Regions from separate parts of the Rattus norvegicus genome. Here region 1 is linked to region 2. The links are chromatin contacts, called in public Hi-C maps. All regions are on one chromosome and are shown on one strand. The core of a region is the stretch at or near the end of the contact, and the rest is flanking DNA. Distances in the headings are between cores, read along the strand shown. Region 1 overlaps LOC108351686 (a long non-coding RNA gene). Region 2 overlaps Gramd1b (GRAM domain containing 1B).

Region 1 (3,525 bases), core at 64-2,563, 240 kb before region 2:
GGAACATCAGAGATTTTCCATGTGGTGGAAGCTGTTTCATGAAAAAGAGAAACTTGGACAATGAAAGCTGCTGCCTATGGCTTCCTCCTTGTGTGCACTATAGGACCTAAGGCCAGGGCGGGTACTCCCATCTCAGTGAACCTGCTCGAGGCTATCCCCAGAAGATAACCTGTCTAAACAATCCTTTACAGGTGTAGCTGGAGGCTTGTTTCTGAGATGGTTTCAGGCCTTGTCAAGTTGACGGTATTAACCATCACGTAAGTTATTCATCCATTTTTTTTTTTGAGCAGATGCTTGCAAAAGTACTTTGTAGCCTCACTGCTTATATACAGAGTAGACGACACAAATGCACATACAATGTATAAGAAATGTCTAGATTTGCAAATACTCATTCATCTGGGATATATTCCTCAGAGAAAGCAGCCATTGTCAGGCTGTCTTGCCCTTGCTCAAATCTGCATTTGTCATTTCACTATAATAGGACCGCCTAAAAACAAACAAACAAACAAACAAGCAAGCAAATATGGGTATTTTGCAGTAGTACCTGCAGAGGACAGAAGAGGGTCCAGAGACCTTTGGACTGGAGTTATAGATGCTTACAAGCCACCATGCTGGGAACTGAGCCTTAACCACTGAGCCATCATCCCTGACTCCATGGACCTCTTTTTATTCTTCATTTTCTATAATCCTCATTAGAGACAGTGCGATCCCCAAGAGACCTCCAAACCTTGACTCTATAGCCCTTTATCCTCTGCAAAAGACACCATTTGCTGTTAAGCATCTGTCTGCAGTCTTTTGAGCGACTGAGATGTTTATCTGCCTTTAGTTCAGTTGCAGGAGACCGACTGCAGGGAGGATGGCATTCGACATGCCTGGGAGAGCTGTATTCTTTAACAGATGATCATTAGCATCTGCTCTGCACGGTGAACTGAGTCACAACAGTCGTAGCTCGTGACTCTGCCTCTAAGGAATTTACATCTATTGGAGAAATCCTGCACACATGCTACTGTTTAAATAATTCAAGGCACGATCTATGGTGCGCGAATGTCACTAAGCGCTACAAAATCTAACCAAGGAGTTGTTTCTAAAGAGCGGGGGTGGGGGAAGGCTTTTTAGCAGAATCAGAGCTGTTCTGGGTCTTTAGCTAAAGGTGAGTTGGAGCGGAGATGATGCCTAGTGAGCAGAGAGCGGGATGAAGTGGACTGGGAAGACTTAAAGCTTTAGAGTCCTTCCAGTCTGACGCCATGATATCAAGATTTCTGGATCTCCTGCCTTACCTGTGGCATTGCCATGAATCGAGTGAACAGAACATGTCTGACGCGGAACATGGTGCAAAGAGAGGAACTGTCAAAATAATGTAAACGTAGATGCGGGCAGGAATAGGATGGCTGATAAAACGCGGAGTAAGGATGCGATGGGAGGGGCGTTCCTGTCCTTTGCCTGTTGGAAGGCTCACCGCGCCCGAGGGGTTGGGCTGCACGCACTCCGCTTCAACGTAGGGGGCAGCACGAAGGGCATTAATGAGGCTTCAACTTTTTCCAAAGTTTCTCAGTTGAAGAGCACATAGGCTGAGGACCTGGAAGGAATGAGTGGCAGGAGCGGGACTGGGCTGGAGAGTAGGGGGGGAGGGGGACGCCAAGTCTCAGTTCCACTAATTATACCCGCTGAGATTTTGCCTTTGACTATTTGAGAAGTACTTTCATTTAAGAAACCAAAAAAAGAGGTAGACTTCCTTTCCTGATTTCAGGTCCACGAGGACTTGGCTCCACCATGCAGTCCAGGGGCAGCAGTTCTGCTGCCCTGAGCCCAGAATCCCAGCAGGTCGAAGTCAGAAACTGCTCACAGGTAGATATACTGACTGACAGGTTGTATGTGGCTGATTAACTCCTATTAAATACCGGGAAGATGCAAATTTTCATTGCCTTAGCAAGATATCAAAGAATATAATAAAATCTTTTCTATGTAGAGCTGTTACAGGATGATTGGTGATTGAGCCAATTAAAATTAAATAAAAAATTAATTAAAAATGTCATTTTCCTCAGAACAGATTGGAATGACTAATAAGCTATTTTTGTAAGAAGAGGGAGAGACACATCTTACAAATTACATATATTCTGCTATTTTAATCTATAACTAGCCCCAAACAATATTTAAAAATATGTTTGTATATCAGAGCAGAGTGTCTGTATTACTTTACCTTTCTCGTTTGGTTTTTTTTTTTTTAATTATTTATTTTATCTATGTGAGTACACTGTAGCTGTCTTCACACACACCAGAAGAGGGCATCGGATCCCATTACAGATGGTCGTGAGCCACCATGTGGTTGCTGGGAATTACACTCAGGACCTCTAGAAGAGCAGCCAGTGCTCTTAACTGCTGAGCCATCTCTCCAGACCCACTTACCTTTCAACTTATAAATGCACACATAAATCACGCGCGCACACACACACACACACACACACACACACACACACACACATTCAATTACCATGAGAGATCAAAGGGCGAAAGACGAATAAACGGCCCAGTAGAAAGATGCATCACGAGGTCTGTGCTGTTAATTAGGCAGGAGAGACTAGCAGAGCTGTCAGAAGACTGCACACCAGTTGGTTAAAGCTGTTTCAAATACTCCTCTTACCAAGCAACTACGGTCACTCCCAGCTTGGTCCCCTTCGTAGAAGGCAAGGAAGGCCTTTGAATCTCAGGAACCATTAGAAGGAAGGTGTCTGCCTGGTCTTTCAAAATGAATGTGTCACAGAATTATCAGGGAATGACTAAATCCACCCAGCTCTTTTTTTTTTTTTTCCTTTTTTTCGGAGCTGGGGACTGAACCCAGGGCCTTGTGCTTGCTAGGCAAGCGCTCTACCACTGAGCTAAATCCCCAACCCATCCACCCAGCTCTTAAGTTGACTTCTAGTCACTCTTATATTTTTGGTTGTGAGCCTAGCCTTTAACGGCTGAGCCATCTCTCCAGCCCGACTTCTAGTCACTCTTAAAGATTCCGACATACTCTGAACACTCAGTTCTGCGTGGATGGACTCAACTTGGACTGTTGTCGATAAAGTTTGATGGATTTCACGATGACTCAGTTAGAGTGAACTGGGCTTATGGAGGGTCTAGCATGTACCCAGTTTACCGTTGTCCACAGAACCACTAGCACACGCTTTCTAGTCTTAAGGAATCGCAGCGATGCAGACAAAATAAAGTCTATCCTCTCTCAGGGTGTCACAGCTCAAACCCTGCCGGAGGAGCAGAGAGCCCTGGCGTACATGTGGGACGGAGGGCAGCAGATTGAGGCAACTCTCATTGGATGGATGCCGGACTGAGGAATTACGTGGATAACGTCGGTGAAGTGGCTTACGGCTGAACTGTGGAGGACACAGCACTGTGGGTAACCAAAATCCACAGAAAGACTCCAAGCTTGAGCATCCGGTGTGCCTGCCTTTGAGCCAGGAAGAACAGCGTGGTAGCAGTGTGTTCGACAAGCTGGAGTTGGGGGTACGGCACATTCACTGGGAGAGTTGG
Region 2 (3,676 bases), core at 495-2,994:
AATTGTATAACTGAGGATGACGGTGAAATCTTGTTCTTTTTACAATTTCCAAGTGCTGGGAATAAAGGTCTGTGTCACACCTGACTTTATTTCTTCTTAAAATTTCTTCTTTCGTTAATTAATTAATTTGAGGTGCTGGAGATCAAACCCAGGGCTTTTCAGATGGCGAGAAAACTCTCTTCTACTGAGCTACCTCCCTGGCTCTAAATGCTTTCTTGTTTTTATTCTTTTGAGATAAAGTCTCACTACGGATAACTATGTAGCCCTGGCTGGCCTACATTGTAGTTACAATGTAGTTCATGATGGTCTTTGATCTTGTGACAGTTCTGCGGGAACCTCATGAGGTCTGTGATTACAGGTATGTATCCCATCATGCTAGGTGGTAACTGAGTATTTTATCATGTATTTATATATTTAATTCCTTGTTTTTTCACTCACTCACTCACTCACTCACATACTTGAGACACTGCCTCACAGTGTAGCCCTAGCTGGCTTGCCACTTGATTCACACAGATCAGTCTGGATTTGAACTCACAGAGATATTCCTGCCTCTACCTCCCAAATGCCACCATAAAGACATGCCACCATGTCTAACTGTAAGTATAAGGTACTTGGCTCTCTTCAACTTTAGTCTTTTCATTTGTAAAGGTCTACTGTTTATAATACCTAGGGAAGAATAGCTAAAATACTGTATGTGACGTGTTAGACTTTAGGTAGGTGATGAATAAACTAGGTACTTAGTAGGTGTTAAATAAATGGGAGGTTTGTTTGTTTATGTTGCTGTTTTTACTCTCATTTTGCCTCCCAGTAAGACTTGATTCTTGAGTGGAGTCATGCAGTTATGCTCTTCTGACCTATGGAAGCAAAGGCATGGAAGGTCTCATGAAGCCTCGCTGAGCTGAGAATGATTGGCAGTTGATAGCCACCGGGTGGCTCCAGTGGGTGTCGCCTACCCTTGTTCCTAGGGCAGCACTAATTTGGACTCAGTGGGGGAGGGTATAAAATAACGACAATAACAAAGAGGAGCGGACGTGAAGTTGGGAGGGGATGGAAAAAGAACGTTCGTGGAGGAGTGGGTGCTAGATATATGATCAAAATACATTATATGCATATATGAAATTCTCAAAGAATAAATAAAAATGCATACCTAAGAGATCATCCAGATAAAAAATGTGAGTGGGATTCGGAGTGCCTTCAAATGCAAAGTCCAGACAGTGGTGGATAAACAGACTAAGGAGTGACATCACCCTTCAGTCTTGTTGGTAATAGCGAAACACACTTGCAAATGGCTGTACGATGTCATTATGGACTTGAAATTATATGTTCAGTAACAAAACAATCCTTGTTAAGTTCTAAACTGTGTGGTGAGTCCTTTCTATGTTTTCTTAACATAGCACTCTTTTTGTTGTTGTTGTTGTTGTTGTGTTTGTTTTTTTGTTTTTCCCAGTGTTTGGGAGACTCAAGGCCAGACGAAGTTAAGCACCTGCCTGGGAATGGCTTACTGTTCTTGGGGTGGAAGCTAGGAGGTGCATCCACAAAGACTCTGGAGGGGGATGCTTCAGCTGAGAGCTCTGGGATGAGTGGGAGTGTCACGTGGACAGCCTTCCTGGGAAAGGGACAGGATGTACACAAGCACGGGGTTGTGAGAGAGCCGGAGAACACAGAGGGAGGGAGCTCAGGAACCACAGATACCTAAGTCTGCTGTCCTGGGAGGGGGCTTCTGCTAAGAGACTGGAGATTATCCGAGCAGGTGGAGTGGTCTTTGATGCCACCATGTGAGGAGTGCTGTGGATTGACAGGAAACCTTGGAGGGATCTGGACAGATGGGGTGCCCTGTGTCTACCTGGGCAAACTTTATAAGCAGAGGTTTTTCTGAGGAAGCCTCAAGTTGCTCAGGCTGGCCTTGAACTTCCCTTGTAGCCTAGAGTGGCTCCAAATGCCTGGAATGCACTTGCAGAGTTAGTGTTTAACGGAGCCTGCTTTTTCTTCTCTGCTTTCTGTCTTTCTTCTTATTAAAGGTAGGAATGAATTAGACAAACAAAAAATGCCCTGTTGAGTTTAATCTGAGTCGTTTACAAAATTGTTGAGGGTGTATTTACAGATGTAGGAGCCACCTATCAGTGGCTACACCACTGGAGAAATGTCTTTTCCTCCTCCAGCAACCATTAACTGGGTATAAATCCTCAGAGAAAGGTGGGGCCTAAGAGTCCCTCGCCCTTGTGTGTTTGCACGGGGACACAAAGGTGTGCCTGTGAGGGCTAGGGATCAACGTTGGGTGCCCTTATTGAGGTGAAGTCCATTTTTGAGATTCTGGTGTTTGCTAACTGAGCAAGGCTGGGCGACTTTGCTTACCCAGCACTGGGGTTACAAATGTGTCTGCCTACAAATGTGTGGACTTTATTTCTGGCTGCCAGAGACTGAACTCGGAGTAAACACCTAATCGACTTCGCTGTCTTCAGGCCCTCTTAAAGAACAAACAATAGTGGTCCCACTGCGTGGCGAGGCTGGCCTCTTACTGGCAATTCTTCTGCCTCAGCTTCCGAAACGCTGGGGTGGCAGGTGTGTGCCAAGATGTGCAGTGGTTTGAGAAATACACAGTTGGAAGTGCAAACAGATGAGCTGGAAGCAGATAACACTTAGCCTAATCCAGTCTCTTAAATATTTACCGAGTGTGTACTGTATGCCATCCACTCTAGGCATTATCTATACAGCTGCGATCAGGTTAGCCACTTTGATGCTTACTGTCCAGTGAGCAGGAATGGACACCCAAAAAAGAAGCTACCAAGTAGTAGGAGATGCTCTGTAGAAAACGAAAGAGGGGGGATAAATCCAGCAAGGAGGGCGGTAGGCGGGGAGGAGTTACTACCATGGCAACATTGAGACGGAGACCAGATGGTATATTTCTGAATGGTGGTAGCGAGGACAGAAAAAGAGGAGCCAATGAAAAATGTGAGAAATAGAGCTGACGAGAGTGACATCCAGGTTGGGAGGCTGTCCAGGATGAACTTGAGTCTTTCTGGCTTGTGCAGCTGAGAAAGGCATCATGGTCTGGAGGCTCAGCCCTTCGTGTGTTGTAATCCTGGCTGAAGCACGGTGGTTCTGAACCTTCCTAACGCTGCGACCCTTTAACACAGGTCTTCAGGTTGTGGTGACACCCCCACCCCTCTCCAACCATAAAATTATTTCATTGCTACTTCATGACCGTAACGTTGCTACTGTTACGAATAGCAATGTAGGGCTGGAGAGATGGCTCAGCGGTTAAGAGCACTGACTGCTCTTCCAGAGGTCCTGAGTTCAAATCCCAGCAACCACATGGTGGCTCACAACCATCTGTAATGAGATCTGATGCCCTCTTCTGGCGCGTCTGAAGACAGCTAGAGTGTACTCAACGTATATAAAACAAATAAATCTTCAAAAAAAAAAAAGAGTTATAAACGAATAGCAATGTAAATATCTGATATGCAAGCCATCTAGCACGTGACCCCTGTGAAAGGGTCCTTTGACCCCCCAAAGGGTTTGAGATCCATGGGTTGAGAACCATTGTCCTCGTACATGCGATACTGAGGGAAGATACCTGTGTGCCTCACACGTCTCCTTTGTAAAATGTGTGCAATAATCATACCTCACAGGCTTGTGCAAATTAAACCCTTTGCATGGGTGATGATCTATAATAAGG

What was found. Hi-C and Micro-C count contacts between places; a contact is called where the count stands out from the background.
Region 1: a contact with region 2 is called in a Hi-C map of frontal cortex, with 2.3 times the contacts expected there. The contact joins two enhancer-like sites. A contact is called at or near these places in 2 of 12 Hi-C or Micro-C datasets (frontal cortex and prefrontal cortex).

The regions. Positions count from the first base shown.
Region 1 is chr8:49,905,334-49,908,858 of GRCr8, reverse strand. LOC108351686 (a long non-coding RNA gene) reads left to right here. Exons shown (of 5, transcript XR_005488104.2): 4 at 3,222-3,498. Among named protein-coding and RNA genes, the nearest start is that of Clmp, 51 kb to the left of the region's middle. Within about 2 kb of position 1,313, at least 6 of the 93 cell types and tissues checked have an H3K27ac peak or open chromatin away from gene starts, as enhancers often do.
Region 2 is chr8:49,665,844-49,669,519 of GRCr8, reverse strand. The region is part of intron 2 of Gramd1b (GRAM domain containing 1B); the gene reads left to right. Among named protein-coding and RNA genes, the nearest start is that of Gramd1b, 51 kb to the left of the region's middle. Within about 2 kb of position 1,744, at least 14 of the 93 cell types and tissues checked have an H3K27ac peak or open chromatin away from gene starts, as enhancers often do.